Regions from separate parts of the Gossypium arboreum genome. Here region 1 is linked to region 2. The links are chromatin contacts, called in public Hi-C maps. All regions are on one chromosome and are shown on one strand. The core of a region is the stretch at or near the end of the contact, and the rest is flanking DNA. Distances in the headings are between cores, read along the strand shown.

What was found. A called contact is a pair of places that touch in the nucleus more often than the background predicts.
Region 1: a Hi-C map of leaf shows a contact between it and region 2, with 5 times the contacts expected there. The contact joins the promoter of LOC108462864 here to the promoter of LOC108467121 in region 2. A contact is called at or near these places in 2 of 5 Hi-C or Micro-C datasets (both in leaf).

The regions. Positions count from the first base shown.
Region 1 is chr8:47,707,212-47,711,543 of ASM2569848v2, forward strand. It overlaps LOC108462864 (GDSL esterase/lipase At4g10955), which reads right to left and starts at 2,642. Exons shown (of 3, transcript XM_017762778.2): 1 at 2,309-2,642; 2 at 1,164-1,273; 3 at 1-1,046. The coding sequence starts at 1,225. The coding sequence ends at 59. LOC108460767 (dynamin-related protein 5A-like) reads right to left here. Exons shown (of 16, transcript XM_017760408.2): 13 at 3,856-3,906; 14 at 3,485-3,713; 15 at 3,255-3,394; 16 at 2,797-3,167. The coding sequence ends at 3,039.
Region 2 is chr8:47,566,347-47,570,491 of ASM2569848v2, forward strand. It overlaps LOC108467121, which reads right to left and starts at 1,312. Exons shown (of 15, transcript XM_017767639.2): 1 at 1,122-1,312; 2 at 752-865; 3 at 423-508. The coding sequence starts at 820.

The sequences.
Region 1 (4,332 bases), core at 1,392-3,891, 140 kb after region 2:
AGAAATAGGAACCACCAATGGGACATATACAAAGACAAAGCTGGATAAATATGGCAAACTATTTGAACTTGTAAAGACTGCACTTCAAGTTCTGGTCAGGTCTCCACCATTGGTGGATCCCGTGGGCTTGCTTGAAATCATTGGAAGGACTCAGATTCACTGTCAAATTTGCAGAAGGAAGCAGATGCAGTGGTTCCGCGGCTTCCACACCCTTTCCTACGACACTCATAAATAGACCTCCCAATGAATGCTGGGTTGCTAACCTCTCAATAGCCCCAGCTCCAATCTCTTCCATCTTTTTTCGGTGCTCAAAATAACCAATGTACTCGGAGCATAGGTGGTCTGCAGGATTTACACATAGAGATGGTGTCCACGCAGACAAAGCGGAGAATGGATCTTCAGATCGACTCCTAGGATTCTTACCCCTTGCAGCAAGAGCAAGTCCTGCTGTGATTACACTGCCTGCAATTCGAATTCCATGTTTTACTTTCTTATCTTTGATTCTCTCAATTGGGGCAGATAAGTATGGGGGATTGAAGAGGAAAGCTTCCAAAAAGTTTCCCATCTTAGCCATAGTTTTTCCAGCCAGCATTGCCATAGCTGCCCCAAGGGAATGGCCAGCTAACCAGACATTCGAAGCACCTACAGTAGCAACCATGTTTCGAACAGCTTGCATGCCAATCTCAAAGCGGGATGTCTGGTGGAGTCCATTTCGCATTATGTGGATATCCAACTCAAAGTCTCTTGTGAAGGAGTCTGGTTTAGTTATGGTACCTCGGAACGCAATCACATAGCGGGGATTTCCATCAATTGAGACTATTGAGTCATTACAATGAGACGATGGAGGTTTATACTCGTAAATAGCACCAAAGATGCAAAAATCAACATCATCAATCAGCTTACGAACCAACTTAAAATGAAAGAACTCCCACCAGGGAGGAGCCAATGCTTGAGAACCTTCACGTTTTTCCTGACGGTCTCGCTCCAAGATATACACACCCTCAACCAAACTGGCTGCTACTGACCTTCGATGATGTGCATTATTCCTGTGCCAAAAAACATTTCAGAATATTACACATTATTCACCTTCTAAGATTAAAACTGATTCAAAGATCCACAACTTCTAACAATACATATATGGAAATTGACAACATGGATCTTACCAATCTATATTGGTTAGGTGTAATGGACCCGAAAGACCAAAAACTTCCCTCTCAGAGGCCATCACAGTATTCACGGTTTTTTTTCTCGTTGATATTTTAGAAACCCTTACCTGTATGCACAAGTGAAACATAAATTACTTCCTACGTAATAGAAGATATAATCTAAATATGTGCTCAATAGGATACATTTATCAGGGCAAAGCTAACATCAACAAGTACATGCAATGTTCCTAAGCTTCAAAAACTATCCGATTCCAACATTTTTCAAACGCCTATTTAGAATCATCTAAACTAGGTTGGTACCAAACCATCTTTTGAGCACCTAGATAAGTTCCAAGAACAATTTACTACATTCGGTCTGGCAGCAAAAACTAGCAGTATCTGAACTAAGTTTTTACTGAAACATTTGCTCAAAGCCAGCCCGTGGTGACTAAGTAACATTCAGAGAACTGCAAAATCCAAGGTCTGATGACCATCATATAGATTAAATACCACAGAATCTCGTGCTTTAACTCTCACTGCAAGTTTTTTGGAATATTTAAGTATGATTTCGCTTTTGTCTTTTACAGTTTGTAGCCTTCTGGCGCTGATTGCAGCCAAATATAAGAAATTATTAAAACAAACCCAGAAAAAAAAGTGATCCAAGATTCAAAACCATATAAGAAAAGAAGGATCAATCTTATTATATACATTAAATGACTTCATATGGAGTACCCCCCCCCCCCCCGGGTAATCCTAATGCAAAATTTTTAATCTAATTTCTACGCATCATAAAAAAATTTGGTGTAGATCCATCAACATCTCTATAGCCTATGAGACATAATGACAAGCAATAAAACCCCCCCAAAAAAATGCATCAGCAATTCAACAGAATCAAGAAATGAACTGATTGAAGAGCAAAACCAACAACAGAAAATGGCTGAAAAACACCATCAATCAATGCACTTTATTATTTTCAAGTTTTCCATCTACATTACTTGAACAACTACATTAAGTCCCAAAAACAAACAGCGTAAAAGAAAGATAAAGTAGATCGAGACGAACCCATCGAGATAAAATGGTTAAAACAATAGAATAACCAAATGCTATTCTGATTCACAAATCAGATAGCAGTAATGGGGAAAAATTGAAGGAAAGACGGTTACCTTTTATACTGGAATTGAGAGGTAAGAGCAGATCTGGGAGCCGTATGTATGATATTTGTGATGATAGCTTTTAATATTTTGAAGCAGTTGGTTGGCGACACAGGACATTAAGCATCGTTAAAATCTCTTTCTTCCAACACCAGCAATGGCAAATAGATCTCGTACCATATTCACTATTTTATTAAAACGTCGCCGGCCCATGGACAAAAGCCCCAGGGAATGTGGACCTACAACTACTGTAGGTTTTTTTTTTGTCGAGAAAGGATCGTGTATAACAATAATAAAAAAAATATAATATCCCGATTTCATGTGACTGCATTGATATTTAGGCTCTTATATTGTAATATATAGTTTGATTAGCCGAATGACCTAAAACAAACTTTTAAAAAAAAATTATAATTGTAGAAAATCTACCAGAGTTATAATTTTTCATTAAAACAAAATTACCTTTCGAAATGATATATTTAAGATAGTGGCAAGACAAGATGTTAGCAAACATTTCTATATTATATATTTTCATAAAAATGTAGCATACGCAACAAATGATATTGCTCTCACAATGATGATGGTAAAACTATGACTACATTTAACTGCCGTTAAGAAATGAAATACATTAAAAAAGAAGAAAAAAAAACAACCCTCCCCTAGGTGACGACTCCCTGCTCATACATATCATAAATGAAAGAATGAATTATGTTTTGCCTGCCCAATCAAAAACAATTTCGCCACCCTACTTGGACCAAGCAACTGTATCAATTTCTGCTTGAGCACTACGGTATAATTCCAGCCTCTTTGCGAGAGCACTGCGTCGCTCCATGACTGCTGGATCCTCATTCAACAATGCCGACAATCGTTTTTGCTACAAGAATTTTTCCCAAGTCAATCACACTAATCATCTATTGTCCCCAGAGTTCATAAGGAGATGCTAAGAGGCAACAATTCTTACCTCCAGTTTACCCAACTCAGTGTAGAAGAAGTCAAGCAGGCTTCTTTTAGCTTCACGGACTTGACAGTAAACAATGGACTTTGGAATCGAGTGGCGCAAAGTGGCGCAAACCATGTTAACATAGGACAAAACAGTTGTTCCTGCCCATATATCATTGGTCAAACCCATTATCTGTTAAATGATTAAGATCTATCATTCAAGAAACCTTTTTCTTGTTTTCAGGAACCTACCTATTCTCCTCAGGTATGTTTCATGATATCTGTCAAATATTGATTGCGTAGGGTTGCCACCTTTCTCGACATCTTGAGGAAGCTTTCGGAAGAATTCAACTGTAAGGTAACAACATTCCATATCAACCAGTTGAAGCGCTGCTTTCTTGCTCTGATCCCTCATTCTGTCAAGAGACTCGATTGCAGCATTTCCAACCTCTACTCGGAGACCAGGGTACTGCTTTAATTCCTGAAAACCAAACCAAGTTGAAATATAAACTCAAGGGCAATAGATAACAAACAAAAGTAAGGTTAATGGTATGACTTATAATCATCCAATAGGCATGATTTCTCTTGAGACATAAATAAGATAAGCAAAGAAGGGAACATACTGGAGTCTCACTGATAGCCTTGTGAACCAGATCCTTCAAAATGGAATGAACCTGAAAAGTGTGATAAAGGAAATCAACCCAATCTGAAGCATGATGCACTGGATAAATAAAAGTTTTATGCGAAAATATGCCGTTTCTCTCTATAAAACAGTTATGCGCCATATGATTTATGTATAAGGTAGACTTATGGAGCAATTTATGCGGATTTCAATGAAGAGGTCCCCCCTACACTTCCTTCCCCAAAAGAGGAAAAAAAAGTTCAGTCATGATCCTTCTCACCCAGGATAAGAAAAAGTAATCCCTCCTAATGTCTAAAGATTTCTAAGAAAAAAATGGCTATGGTGTGAAAGAATGGTAAACATGATTAATCAGAAAGGGATACACAACAGCAACCTTACGAACATTGATTGAAATTTTTAGATTAAGAAATAAATAGAAGAAAATATCAATCTTCGAAAATTTTTGCATGAAGAGACC
Region 2 (4,145 bases), core at 62-2,561:
ACAAATATACAAAATAGAGTATCTGCATCAATTTTAGTTTTCAAACTTAAAAGAGAAAAAGAGAAGAAAAAAGAAGAGATATTTTGGTTTTTGTCTTAAAATATTATAAAAAGGACTATATTGATAAATATAATGAAAAGAGAAGTAATTTTGTCCTAAATTCAGATTTCGCCTGGAATATCAGATTACTAAGAAAGAGGCCATAACACCCTATACTATTACGGGATGGCCAGAATGTTGAAATCCAAACACCTTAGTCTGGAATGTATGTTAAGCGGCAAACCAAACACCCCCAAGAGAAAACTAGATGCCTACCCACAGTACTAGCGCCATAAAGAAAAGGAGCTTTGCTTCTAATTAAAGATGCTGCAGGGGGTAAAGATGAAAATAGGAATAACTAGAAACAGTATGCAGAAAAATACCAGTGTTGACAGCAATCAAGAACCCCCCTGTCAATAATAATATCCATGCATATCCCGCATCTTCCGCCATCGAAATTAGAAAGATCCTGCATTTAAAAGGAAAAAGAAAAGAACACACACATTCAAGACTCTAAATCAAACAACTATCATAAACCAGTGCAAGTATTTGAATACTTTTTCCACGCATCTAACACTAGAGTTTTTCAACTTTCAGCTACAAAAATCAATGAAACTAGGACAAAATTGAAAACAAAATAAAGAATAAAGTAAAATGAAATGAAATAACCGAAGTAATAATAATCCGAATAATCATTTAACTAGAAGCTTACATTGTTTTGATCAATAACTGGAATAGTATCCTCCTCCAAAATTTCACTTGCAACCAAATCCACATCCATTTTTATCTTTTCAAAATTACAAACCTGTCAAGAATAAATGAAAACCTACAAGAATAACAACAAAAACCCAGTAAAATATCAAAATCATATAAAAAATCAAATGATCAAAGATACATGCATACTTAGGATCGTCTAGGTATGCATATATCGATGTTATTCAAAAACTTGATTAAGTTGCTAACCTCACAGAAATAGGGATTTTCAAAGAAGTTTAAGAGGTCAATTCAGTAATTAAATAAAAAAATAGAAATAAAAAAAGAGAGAGATATGAAAAATGGGAGGATTCAGAAAGATTAGTTACCTTGTAAAGCGAAAAGATTAAAAGCGAATGAAAGAAGAGTCCGCCATTCCCTTTCTCGTGTCTGTATCGCTGAAGTGAAAGATGTGATGAGGATCAAGAAAGGGTATCTTCGTAACTGCGGGTTTCGAAAATTGAAAACGTTTCGACCCTGGCATAACTCAGGAGCTTAATATGCTGCCTTAAAGCCTAATATGTATCTTGGGCTTTGATATGGGGCAACTAAAGCCCAATATTTGGGCTATCCCAAGTTAATAAATAAATGAAAATGATTGTCTTCTTTTTGGCCCATTATTTTTTTCTTCTTTCTAGAAGTAGAATTAAAATAGGATTTTTTTTTTTTTGGGTAATATGAGGAAGTAATGAGTGACCTTAAACAGCTAAAGAAACTTGTCAACAATAGTCTCTGCATTCGTCTCCCAATAAATGTCAAATATAGGTCCTAAATAAAGTTAAAACTATTTTTTTTCTTTTTTCTTAGGTCGAACCCAAGCTCTCATGTTTACAATATAATATTCTTATTACTGCATTAAGAGTTTATTGGACATATTTTCTATGTTATAATTCCAAATAAAATTCCCTATTCCATGTTACAGTTATCGGTTGTTACATTCTCTTTATTATTAAAACTAAAAGGTAAACATTCATTTAAAGAATTAAAAAGAATGTGCTTTTATAGTCAGTTGGTACAATATTCTCCTTATAACACCCTAAGAGTTTCTATAAGACATAAAACACTATTTTAGAATCGAATATAGTAAATTTTTAAGAAAATTAGAAAATGAGTCAAATAAAGAATTTTTATGAAATAAAAAATGATATTAGAGATGATAATCAAAGAAAGATATTATGGATGTGGAAATGTGGCAAAAAGGACTAAATTGTAATTTTAGAAAATTACCGATACAAAATTAAGCTTTGATGTTTCATAAAATCAAGTTAAAATCATAAGGTATCGATACTTGGATCAATGTACCGAAATTTCCTTATAGTTACGATACCTTACCTTATTCTCGATACCAAATTGACCTTCTATTTGTTTGTAAAACCGATTGAAAATACTAGGCATTGATACTCTTACTAGGGTATCAATACCTTAATGAAAATGTGACAAAAACTACCATTTGGTCCCTTTTCATGCCAAAACCAAAATTGGTTAAGATGGTGCACTTAACCACACATCATACCTACACAAAATACTCCAAAATACATACCAATCAATGCATATAGCCATTACCAATTCAAAACATCTTTGATAATAATTCAATCCAACAACTTGTTTAAAACACAACCTAGTCTTTCTTCTTCCAAGCCATTCAAATCACATACCAACGATGTTATTTCTAAGTTCAATTCTTACCATTAGCACATTTAAACAAACCATTAAAACACTATGTATATATATTAACATAACATGACCAAATCATGCTTTAATACAAATGTAAGCATTATCATTTCATAATATATATACTAGTCCAAATTCAAACCAAGCATGTAGTTACAAGTTGACTCACTTTTACTACCTATGTACATGCCACATAATCGAAATTAAAACGAGCAAAAGACTATTGAAACATTGATAGGATAGTGTGAGCTTTGTGATGGTCCAATCGACATGTTCCGTAAACTGACGATCTACAACGAAAAAGGAGATAATGGGTAAGATTTTGAATGCTTAGTAAGTCCATATTAAATTTACTTAAGACATGTTCCGTAAACTGACGATCTACAACGAAAAAGGAGATAATGGGTAAGATTTTGAATGCTTAGTAAGTCCATATTAAATTTACTTAATTTACCTTAACACTACAACAATTTTTACAATTGTCATACAATGATATCTAATATGGCATCTTTGGCAACCTTACACTTCCATAAGAATTTCAACCAATGTATCAAATGGGTTAGTTCAAAATCATATCATGAACTTATAACACAATCATATATGTATATAACATTCCATCATATAACATATGCAACTTAATTGCAACGACCCGATAGTTAGGGGTGTCGAAAAAGTGTATTTTCGGGACACCGTTTCTACAAATTGGACCTGTAAATATTTTTATTAAATATTTACGGAGTCATTTTAGAGGCGAATTAAATTTTTAGTAAACAATTTTCTTGAACTAAGAGTTATTAAGGTATACAGACCAAATAGTGAAAGAGTCAAAAGTTGAATTATAGATTGAAATTAATTAAAAGGACTAAAGTAATAATTCTACCAATGTTTCTTTGGTCATAATGTAGCATTTATGATATATATTATATATTATGTTAACTTAATAAAACTTATGTTATAATAATAAATAAAATGAAAACAAAATGAAAAGAATTATAATGGAAAGTGGCATGAAAGGGAATGTTTTAATTCTCTTTTACATGCAATTTCGAAATTAGGGAGAAGCAAAGGAACTTGGACAGCCATAAGGGTTTTTAAAACATTCAAGCTTTAATTGGTTAGTCAATTTAGTTCTTTTTTTTTGTAATTTTTACGTTTTTTGAATCCCGGTACTTAGTACTTGTCAACCCAAGTTACAATTTTTAGTATTGTTCAAGATTTAAGATGTTAACATTGTTGATTAGTTAGAATTTTTGGGATTATATTGACAATTTTTAAGTTAGAATTGAAAAATGACTAAATTGTGGAGTTAAATGTTAATTTTGAGCAATAAGGACTAAATTGTGAAAAATTCAAAATTAAGGGGTATTAAAAATAGGGAGCTAAATTTAGCTTAGAGTGAAATTAGTATAAAATTTTGATGTTAAATATGGAGATTAAAATTAGTCTCAATTTAGGGACTAAATTCAAGAATAAACAAAATATAATAGAAAAATTGAAATTCTTGTGAATTGAGTGGTATCTTATTAATATATTGTAATTATTTTATTCCATAACGAATGTTGTCTTGGAATCCTCGAGTAAGAAAGGAAAAGACAAAATCGACGTTGAGTAGCTCAGAATATACGGTTTATGTTTCTATAATCTGAACTAAATTGTGAATTTTGCATATTAAGTTGTTTGTG